2 separate regions of the Capra hircus genome follow, and region 2 is linked to region 1. A link is a contact called in public Hi-C data. All regions are on one chromosome and are shown on one strand. The core of a region is the stretch at or near the end of the contact, and the rest is flanking DNA. Distances in the headings are between cores, read along the strand shown.

The links. A called contact is a pair of places that touch in the nucleus more often than the background predicts.
Region 2: a Hi-C map of liver shows a contact between it and region 1, with 3 times the contacts expected there. The contact joins the promoter of ACTR5 here to the enhancer-like site in region 1. A contact is called at or near these places in 2 of 5 Hi-C or Micro-C datasets (blood and liver).

What each region holds. Positions count from the first base shown.
Region 1 is chr13:67,063,057-67,067,810 of ARS1.2, forward strand. No RefSeq gene overlaps it. Among named protein-coding and RNA genes, the nearest start is that of ADIG, 17 kb to the left of the region's middle. Within about 2 kb of position 1,580, at least 1 of the 5 cell types and tissues checked has an H3K27ac peak or open chromatin away from gene starts, as enhancers often do.
Region 2 is chr13:67,137,271-67,142,381 of ARS1.2, forward strand. ACTR5 (actin-related protein 5) reads left to right here and starts at 2,276. Exons shown (of 11, transcript XM_018057860.1): 1 at 2,276-2,813; 2 at 4,959-5,111. The coding sequence starts at 2,415.

The DNA of each region.
Region 1 (4,754 bases), core at 330-2,829:
GGGAATCCTCCAGGCTTCACTAAGGGGCTGTTCTGTGAAGTGAGAGAATGCGCACACCTCTAAGCATTTCCATCCATTTGCCTCTCTGGCCTGAGGACAGTAGGAAGGGACCCTGAGGTGAAAACTTGGGCCCTAGGGTGGACTTCTACTTCAGCCTGGAAAAATCACTTGCTGGGGCAATGAGCCTTAGCTAGGAAATAACTTCCTGGGGGTAATGGGTCTGAGCTCTAAGCCCATTTATTTGATCCTGGGGCTTACGCTTGAGTCTGAGAAATCACTTCTTCAGCCAAAAGTCCTGCGTCCTCAGCCTCCAAACTTGCTTTCCTAAGTCAGGATCTTAGCCCCTACATCCTAGGCCATTGCTACTGACTGGACTGGGTCTGACTGAACAGAGGTTCTGTTCAGAAACAGACGTTGTTTCCCTGCAGCAGCAGAGTCTGAAAGGCTGCAAGTTCAGGCTTGCAGTTGGGTCGGGCGGTGGCAGGAGGTGGGCAGAGCTGGGTAGGAATCTTCAGCATTTGGACTCCACTGACTCCAAACAAGCTGCGCAGCTGCTGCAGAGAGGCAGGTGGTCCGGAGAGGCACCTGTGCCTGAGGCAAGGGCTCCTGGCTGGTGAGGATGCTGCCCAAAGGGCTGGTGGCCAGGCCCCATCTTGAGGCACCAGTACATGGAGCAATGGAATATTTCCTGCCGTATCAATAAACAAGGATGTCACAGTCACCAGCAATTGCAGCCACCACAGATGATGAGCCAGTGATCCCTGGGGGAACTCAGGAAGGAAGGAACACCTGCCATCTAGCTGCCTTCAGACTGCAGCCACTCCCTATGCTGAGCCTTGAAGTAGTGCAAGATGTGAAAACACAGTTTACTGGCTCCAGAGAGCTGAGGTGCGTATCAAAGGAATGATTTCAGTGAGCTCAGACTCTTGAAAAGAATTTCCCATATATAGAAAAGAGCTAACTTGAGTTACGTGGTTTTCTTTAAGTTGCAATAATCTTTTGATGTTCAGATCACCTGTCCCGGGCTGTCCAGGAAGCCCGAGAGTGGGCGTGTGCTCTGCCCTTTGTCCATGGCCCTTTAGGGGGCTAAATGGCCCACCTCCTCTCGTCAAACTAGTGCTTCAGCCCTAAGTTCAACAAATACATATTGCCAAGCTGTGTTTGGGGGGACTGGGACAGGAAAGAGGCCCCACTGACCCCCCCCCCAGCTCTGCCTGTCACCCTGGCGGCCTGACGTCCTTGCTGAGACTTTCTGGCCAGGCCGCCTTTCTTGATGGCCCAGATGTGAAAACTGAAGGACAGCAGTGGCCGACAGCCCCAGCTCTGCGCCGGCGACTCAAGATCTGGCTGTGAAAGACGCACGCAGACAACAGGGCGGCGGACGGCCCCTAATGGGTGAGTGCTCCCTACTCACCCCCACCCCCACCAGGTGAAAGAAGAAAGGGGCAAGGGGCAGCGGGAGGGCACCTGGTGGCCCTGCGTTTGAATCCTCCGCATCTGCAAGGACTGGGGACCAAGCTGCCCGGAACGGCGCTGCCGATTGTGGCCACAAAGGGGCGCCCCGAGCCCATTGCAGCGAGCGAGGAGGCGGGGTCTCAGAAACTAGGGAGGTGACCGGGCTGAGCAAGGCGGGAACGGTGCGGTGCACCGGGGTCTTCCGGAGGCTATCGCGACTGCCCCGTTTTTGGCAGCTCTTGTGTACTTTGCCAAGGGTTGGGAAAGTGGGGTGTTTAGTGATTGTGGTGAGAAGCGGGCAGGAGAAGGGAAGGTACTTCTAAGAATCCTGAGTGTTCCAGGGAGGAGTCCAGAACCAAGAAGTTGGCCTTGTGCCCATGTTTATGTGAACCTGTCTGCGTGGGTCTGCAGGCGCCCTGCACGCACTCCGGTTGTGTATGAGCGTGAACGCATGTGCACACATGGTTCTGTGCCTGTGTTTGTGTGTGCACCCTTTGGGGAACATTGTGTATGTGGACTTGATATGATCCATGCACACAACTGGTGTGGATGTGGATGTGTGCATCTTGTATTTTGAGCGTGAGTCTTTGTGAAAGTGCACGTGCATGAGTGTTTACACACACATTTGAACTCCAGGCATGCATGTGTGTGTTCATGTGTAGGAATCTTTCTCTCTCTGCAGACTCCTCAAGTGGCAAAGATCCGGTGGCCTGGCCGACCAAAGATCCCCTGGAAGTGGCCCTGTTCCCCCACACCAGAGTGGCCCACGTCCTCGGGCAGGTTCACAGAGTGTTTCAGCCCTGGATCACAGGGTCAAGAAGGCAGAGAGGACACGGACAGCTTCCCCTTACCCCTTACAGAAGCCTCTCCCCTGTAGGGAAAGGGGTGCAGGTACAGGGAGGGGTCAGCACCTTGGAGCTGAAGGCCATTGAGGGGAGTTGTGCAGACTGTGGGCCATTCCCTTTCTGGGGAGATCTGAACCTGAACTGGGTTCTCCAACCGTCTTAGAGAACTTCTTGGCTCCAAATCATAATGATGATAGCCATCATTCATTCATTCACTTGACAGGTATTTAATGAATGCCTATTCTAGACCAGGCACCATGTGGAATGCTAGAATCACAATGAAAAGGACAGGGGCTCCGGACCTACAAGTTCATAGCCCTGTGGAAGAGATACGACATGAGTCAAATAGCCACAGGGTAAATATCAAGTTACAAAGTGTATTGGGTTGTATAAGAGATATAAGGAACAATGGGAATGTAAAACAAGTATAGTATAGTATGGCATAGTCTGGAGAATGAGATAAAGCTTCCAGACACCAAAAACTGCAAGTGCAAAGGTCCTGAGGCAGCAGGCCACAGAGCTGAGAGAGGATCCATGGGGATAATCTGCAACTGTCACCCCAGGATGTAAGAAACAGCTTGAACTCTCAGGAGCCTCCTGATAGAACTGGCATGAAGCACTCTTGGACTGTCAGTTCTTAGCAAGTATCTAGCCCAGTTCCTCTTGTACAGATGGGAAAACTGAGGCTCAGAGAGGGGGAAGAGCCTTGCCCAGAGCTGCACAACAAATTGGGGGGAGATTTTGGAATTGAACTTGGGATATCCATAATTATCATATGATAATTATATGATCCTTTTATACTAATTATAATTAACATAATACTCATTCAATATTCATAATCATCTTGACTCAGAATTTGCCCCTCACTGCAAGCTCGTGTCGTCATCCCAGCACTCCCCTAGCTTTCATTCTGATGTCCAGCAGGAAGGGGCCTCATGGTGCGGGACCTGTGGCTGGCCCTCCCCAGAGCCATCCAGCTGCCTCTTCCCTGCCTCTGGGTGCTGGGCTCCTTCCTGGGCTCTGGCTGTCTCAGGAGGGTCCTTTAATCTCATCTCCCACCTGAGACCAAAAATCGCTGAGGCCACCCCTTCCAGGCCTGGGCTCCATGCTCGGAGGTTGGTCTTACTGCCTCTAGAAGAACTAGCTGCTTGCTTCCCTCTCTTATAGCAACAGGTTCACAAAGTCCATCAACATCCTCCTCTGTGAAGTCAGAGGGAATATCAGGAAGTGTCTTGATGGGGAACGGGTCTGAACCTAGGTCCCTGGGAGCTTTCTCTGAGCCTTGAGGGCTCACTGGGCCCTTCTGGAGAAGGCCAGAGTCCACCCTGGGATGAATCTCCCCCTCAGGCCTGTGTCTGCTGTGAAACAAGGTAGAACCTTGCTGTGAGGTCAAGGTTCAGTTTGTGCATATCTTAGGATTCCATCCTGGGGTTTGGAGTTTTGCCTGGAGCTGGCTTCAGGCATGGAGGGGACAGAAATTTTTGTTTAGTGTGACAGCTCCTCCAGTGAAACTGATGTCTCTGGGCCAGGCTACCTGAAGCCGACCTGCTCCGGAGCCAGTGGCTGTGGATTCCTTAAGCAATTCTATATGAGCACACAGGCAAAGTCGTGAACAAAAATCCATGCAGATCTAAGTCCACGAGTGGTGTTGGCATACAGCAATCATGGGGTGGGAGCCCACTGTAGGGAGTGCATGGGAGTGAGGGCTCAGCTTGCATGGGCACTGGCAAAGTGTGCCCCAGTCACCAGAGCTAGCCCTCAGAAACAGGGGCAGAGATGCTCTTCTCTGCTCCTGCTATCATCTTGGTCCAAGCCTCTGTCATCTCGATCCTTTTGATGATGGTGATGATGATGGTGATGATAATGGTGGTGATAATGGTGGTGGTGGTGATATGATGGTACTAAGTCTCAGTGGCTTCAATGCTTAAAAAAAAAAAAAAAATTGACCACCCTGCATGACGTGTGGGATCTTAAGTTCCCCGACCAGGGATCGAACCCCTATTCTCTGCAGTGGGAGTGCAGAGCCTTAACCACTGGATCACCGGGGAAGTCCCTTCTATGCCTTTTCACTGCTCTTTCTCCTTGCCCTCCTGTCTGTCCCCTGTACAGCAGCCATGGTGAGCCTTGCAAAACAAAAGCTCAACTCTACAAAAAGCCCTCGTACTGACAACCTTCCAGAGAGATGCCACACCACTTCAAGTATTAATGGTATCTCAACCGCTTACCCTGGCCCGTGAGGCCACTGCGCCCAATCTACCAGCCTCATGAGCTTCCTTTCTATTTCTCAGACGTACCAGGTTCATTCCTGCTTTGGGACGTCTGCATGTACTGTTTTCTCCTCCCAGAACATTCTCCCTTCAGCTACTCTCATAGCCAGCTCCTTTCATCTCCAGGTCTCAGCTCACATGCCACTTCCTTTCGGAGGCTTTCTCTGACCATCTTATTTGAAGTTGT
Region 2 (5,111 bases), core at 1,026-3,525, 75 kb after region 1:
CACATGAAAATACAAGCAAAACACTATATATTTTCTACACTCCACCCCCTCCCACCTTTCTTAAAGGGAGTTCCTATAAATTACACTCATTTCTTTTAAAAATGTATCTTGGAGATTTTCCCACATTAGTATACACAGGTATAGTCCTTGAATTTACATTCACTTGTATCTTCTGTGTTCTGCTCTGCCCTGCTTTCTCTGTTTAATGATGGATTCCTTTAGATGTGAGATCATGACTTATGTTGGAACACAACACCTTTCATCTGATTTTGCTGCTAGACTGGCTCCCTGTTTGGCCTAGAAGTGTTCCTAGATGTTCCTGAGAACGTTTTTTTTTTTTTGGGGGGGGTCTCATCTCTCCATAAGGATGTTTATTACAGAACCACCTTTTGGACCACGAGGAGATCCAACCAGTCAATCCTAAAGCAGATCAGTCCTGAGTGTTCATTGGAAGGACTGATGCTGAAGCTGAAATTCCAATAATTTGGCCACCTGATGCGAAGGATCGACTCATTGGAAAAGACCCTGATGCTGGGAAAGATTGAAGGTGGAGGAGAAGGGGGCAACAGAGGATGAGATGGTTGGATAGCATCACCGACTCGATGGACATGAGTTTGAGTAAGCTCCAGGAGTTGGTGATGGACAGGGAAGCCTGGCGTGCTGCAGCCCATGGGGCCACAAAGAGTCGGACACAACTGAGCAACTGAACTGAACCTTTTATAATTAACTTGCTTTTATCTCTCAAAATTAAGTACTCCAGAGCTGGGAGGGTACAGTCAAAGCAGGTGCTCTAATTCTTGTTATCTTGCCTGGTGGAAAGGGAGAAATGGGGCAGGGGAGAGTGAGCCCAGTCCTTTTACAGCTAAAACTGAGGAGGGGGCAGATGACATCACCTCCATTTCTCTCTGCCCTTCCCCCCAATTGGCCAAAAGGCCAAAACTGAGTCACAAGATCACAAGCAGCTAGAGGACCATGGAGGGGAATTATACCACAAAAGAGAAAAAGAGAATATAGACATATTAACATTTAGCAGTCTTTTTGCAGTGTTTGAGGTTTGTGAGAAGGTAAAAGTCCCATAGACTTGTGGGAGTTAATAAATGTATTTTAAAACTTTATGTGCTAAATCACTTCAGTGGTGTCAGACTCTGTGACCCAATGGACTGTAGCCTGCCAGGCTCCTCTGTCCATGGGATTTTTCAGGCAAAAATATTGGAGTGGGTTGCCATGTCCTCCTTCACCTAGATCTTTCCAAACCAGGGATCCAAACCCTCTTAGCCCTTCTGCACTGGCAGGTGGGTTCTTTACCACTAGAGCCACCTGGGAAACTTTATATTGTATTATAAAATATGGAGAAGGCATATGTGCAAAGAAAAGAAGAGAGACAGAAAGAGTCGTTCATTTGTGTATGGCTGTCATGGACTGTGGCCCGCCAGGCTGCTCTGTCCGTGGGATTCTCCAGGCAAGAATACTGGAGTGGGTTGCCAGTTCCTTCCCCAGGGGATCTTCCCGACCCAGGGATCAAACCTTGGTCTCCTGCATTGCAGGCAGATTCTTTACCGTCTGAGCCACCATGTTTCCTTTAACATACCTGCAGAGAAGTGCACAAATCATAAGTGAACGACCTGATGAATTTTCACACAGTGAACACGCCTGAGTAGCGAACTCCTTGGTCAAGAAATCGAGCAGTCAGCTAACCCTGAGTTTGTTTCCATGGCTAAAGGCAAAGTTATCACGTGGACGTGGGGAGCAGTCAATGGCGAAGGAAGGAGACAGAAGGCAAATGGGGCGTGGCTAGGCGGAAAGGCGGGGCCCGGTGGAACTCAGCTCAGATCTGGAGGCAAGGAAGGGGCGGGGACCGATGGCTTTACGCATTCGGGCCTGGGTTTGCTGGTCAGAGTCCCGGCAGCCGCGAAGGGTAGTAACAGGTTGAAAGCTGGGAGCAAGGTTAAACCACAACCAGGGTGGGCGTGGCCTAGCGGTCCCCGAAGGCGGCCTGGGCTACCGAGGGCGAGTTTGGTGAGAAGTAGGTTGGGATTACTCTTGCCCGGAAAATCCCATGGACGGAGGAGCCTGGTGGGTTGCGAAGAGTCAGACAAGACTGAGGGACTTCACTTTCACTTTCATGTATTGGATAAAGAAATGGCAACCCACTCCAGTGTTCTTGCCTGGAGAATCCCAGGGACGAGGGAGCCTGGTGGGCTGCCGTCTATGGGGTCGCACAGAGTCGGACACGACTGAGGCGACTTCGCAGCAGCAGCAGGTTGGCATTAACGGGCAACAGCACGGCAGGCTTGGAGGTAGCCGCGGCTCTGCGAAGGCGGAGTCTAGCTCTGCACGGGCGCACGCTGCGTCGGGGGCGGAGTCTCGCGCCGTGGTGGCGCCGCGCCGAGGGGCGGAGCCAGCAGCGCTCCAAGATGGCGGCGGCCACTACAGCAGGCCTGGCCACGAACGTGTTTCCGTTCCGCGATGCCCGCGCTGCGCCAGATCCGGTGCTGGAGGCCGGCCCGGTGGCACACGGGTCACTGCCGGTGCCACTGGTGCTGGACAATGGGTCGTTCCAGGCCCGCGCAGGCTGGGCGTGCCCCGGGCCGGACCCGGGCCCCGAGCCCCGGCTGCAGTTCCGCGCTGTGTGCGCCCGCGGGCGGGGTGGGGCTCGGGGCGGGGCGGGCCCGCAGGTGGGGAACGCGCTGGGCAGCCTGGAGCCGCTGCGTTGGATGCTGCGATCGCCCTTCGACCGCAACGTGCCGGTGAACCTGGAGCTTCAGGAGTTGCTGCTTGACTACAGCTTCCAGCATCTGGGTGTCTCCTCACAGGTGACGGGCGAGGTGGGGTTAGGATTGAGGAGAGGGGTGTGGTTGTGTCCGGTGTCACTCCGCTGTCCGAGGGATGATAGTTGGTCCAGCTGTCATTTAGTCATTCGGTCAGTCTGTCAAATATTAAACGCCTAACGTAAGTAAGTCCTGTGCTAGGCGGTTGGGATATGCCAGTGAACAAAATAACGCCCTTTGGAGCATCTGTTTAGGTTTGTTAGTGCATTTATTTATTAACAGATATGTGTTGAGCACCTACTCTCAATGGGGGCTTTTCTAAGTGTTTGAAATACGTCCGAGAACGTAACACGAAACCTATGCTTATGGAGCTAGTATGGAAAGACGTTCTAGTATGAAAAGAGAGATAATAAACAGTAGAATTAAGCAGTAGATTCTACGGCATGATAGACGGAGAGGAGAAGGTTACAGCTCTTCAGTAAGATGGGTAGGGAGAGGACTCAGGGTAACGGTGGTGTTTTGAGCAAGGACTAAAGCAGACGATTGAGGGAGCAAGCCTTGTGAATATCTGAATGAATAGTAATCCGGAGCGACAGAACGGCCAGTGAAAAGGCCCTGAGGCAAGAGTGTGCCCTAAACCTAATTGAGGATAGTCAGAGTGAGGGGAGGGTAGTAAGTGGAAGGTTTTACTTATAAGGTCTTCCCTGGTGGCTCAGACCGTAAAGCATCTGCCTGCAATGAGGGAGACCCGGTTCGATCCCTAGGTCAGGAAGATCCCCTGGAGAAGGAAATGGCAACCCACTCCAGTACTATTGCCTGGAAAGTTCCATGCATGCAGGAGCCTGGTGGGCTACAGTCTATGGGGTTTCAAAGAGTTGGACATGAGCAATTTCACTTCAGTAAGTAGAAGTAGAAGTCAGAGAGGTCACACACTTTGTAGGCTTTTATTATAAGTGGAATGGTGAGCCATTGCAGGGTGTTGAACAAAAGAGGGATGTAACTTTTGTTTCAAAAGGATCACTATAGCTGCTATATGGAAAATGAACTGGCCTGAGTCATAGGGTAGAAATAGGGAAATCAGTTAGGAGGCTGTTTCGGTTCCGAGGTGAGGGATGATGGTAACTTAGATGAGGAAGGAATGGCAGATGTGATAAGAAGCAGTTGGATTCTGGAGCTGTTTTGAAGATAGAGCCAGATGATTGGCTCACAGTTTGGATGGGGCTTGACTTCAGTTGACAATGCCGCCATGAAATTAAAAGATGCTTGCTCCTTGGAAGAAAAGCTATGACCAACCTAAACAGCATATGAAAAAGCAAAGACATTACTTTGCCGACAAAGGTCCATCTAGTCAAAGCTATGGTTTTTCAATTAGTCATGTTTGGATGTGAGAGTTGGGCTATAAAGAAAGCTGAGCACTGAAGAATTGATGCTTTTGAACTGTGGTGTTGGAGAAGACTCTTGAGAGTCCCTTGGACTGCAAGGAGATCCAACTAGTCAATCTTAAAGGAAATCAGTCCTGAATATTCCTTGGAAGGATTGATGCTGAAGCTGAAACTCCAATACTTTGGCCACCTGATGGGAAGAACTAACTCATGGAAAAGACCCTGATGCTGGGAAAAATTGAAGGCAGGAGGAGAAGGGAACAACAGATGATGGGATGATTGGATAGAATTACTGACTCGATGGACATGAGTTTGAGCAAGCTCTTGGAGTTGCTGATGGACAGGGAAGCCTGGAATGCTGCGTTCCTTGGGGGTTGCAAAGAGTTGGACATGACTGAGTAACTGGACTGAACTGAACTGACTTAAGTTACTATGAGCATTGGCGGCTCAGATGGTAAAGAATCTGCCTGCAATGCAGGAGACCCAGGTTCGATCCCTGGGAAGATTCCCTGGAGAAGGAAATGGCAACCCACTCCAGTATTCTTGCCTGGAAAATCCCATGGACAGAGGAGCCTGTTGGGCTACAGTCTGTGGTGTCCCAAAGAGTCGGACACGACTGACCCTACTTTCATATTTTCCAAAGAAGCTTCCAGGGAAGAGGGGTGTTTCTCAATTGCTTCTGATCAGGTGTTTTGATTGGAGACCAAAAGCCAATTCAGTCCTTGCAATGAAGACTTTTGTTTGTTTTTATGCTTTGAAAAGTGTATCCTCTTAGCACCTAACAATCTGCTCTTTTCTTTCAAAGTAGGGCTGTGTTGATCATCCCATAGTTTTGACAGAAGCCGTGTGCACCCCACTGTATTCACGACAGATGATGTCTGAACTTCTGTTTGAGTGCTACGGGATTCCTAAGGTTGCCTACGGGATAGACAGCCTCTTCAGCTTCTACCACAATAACCCA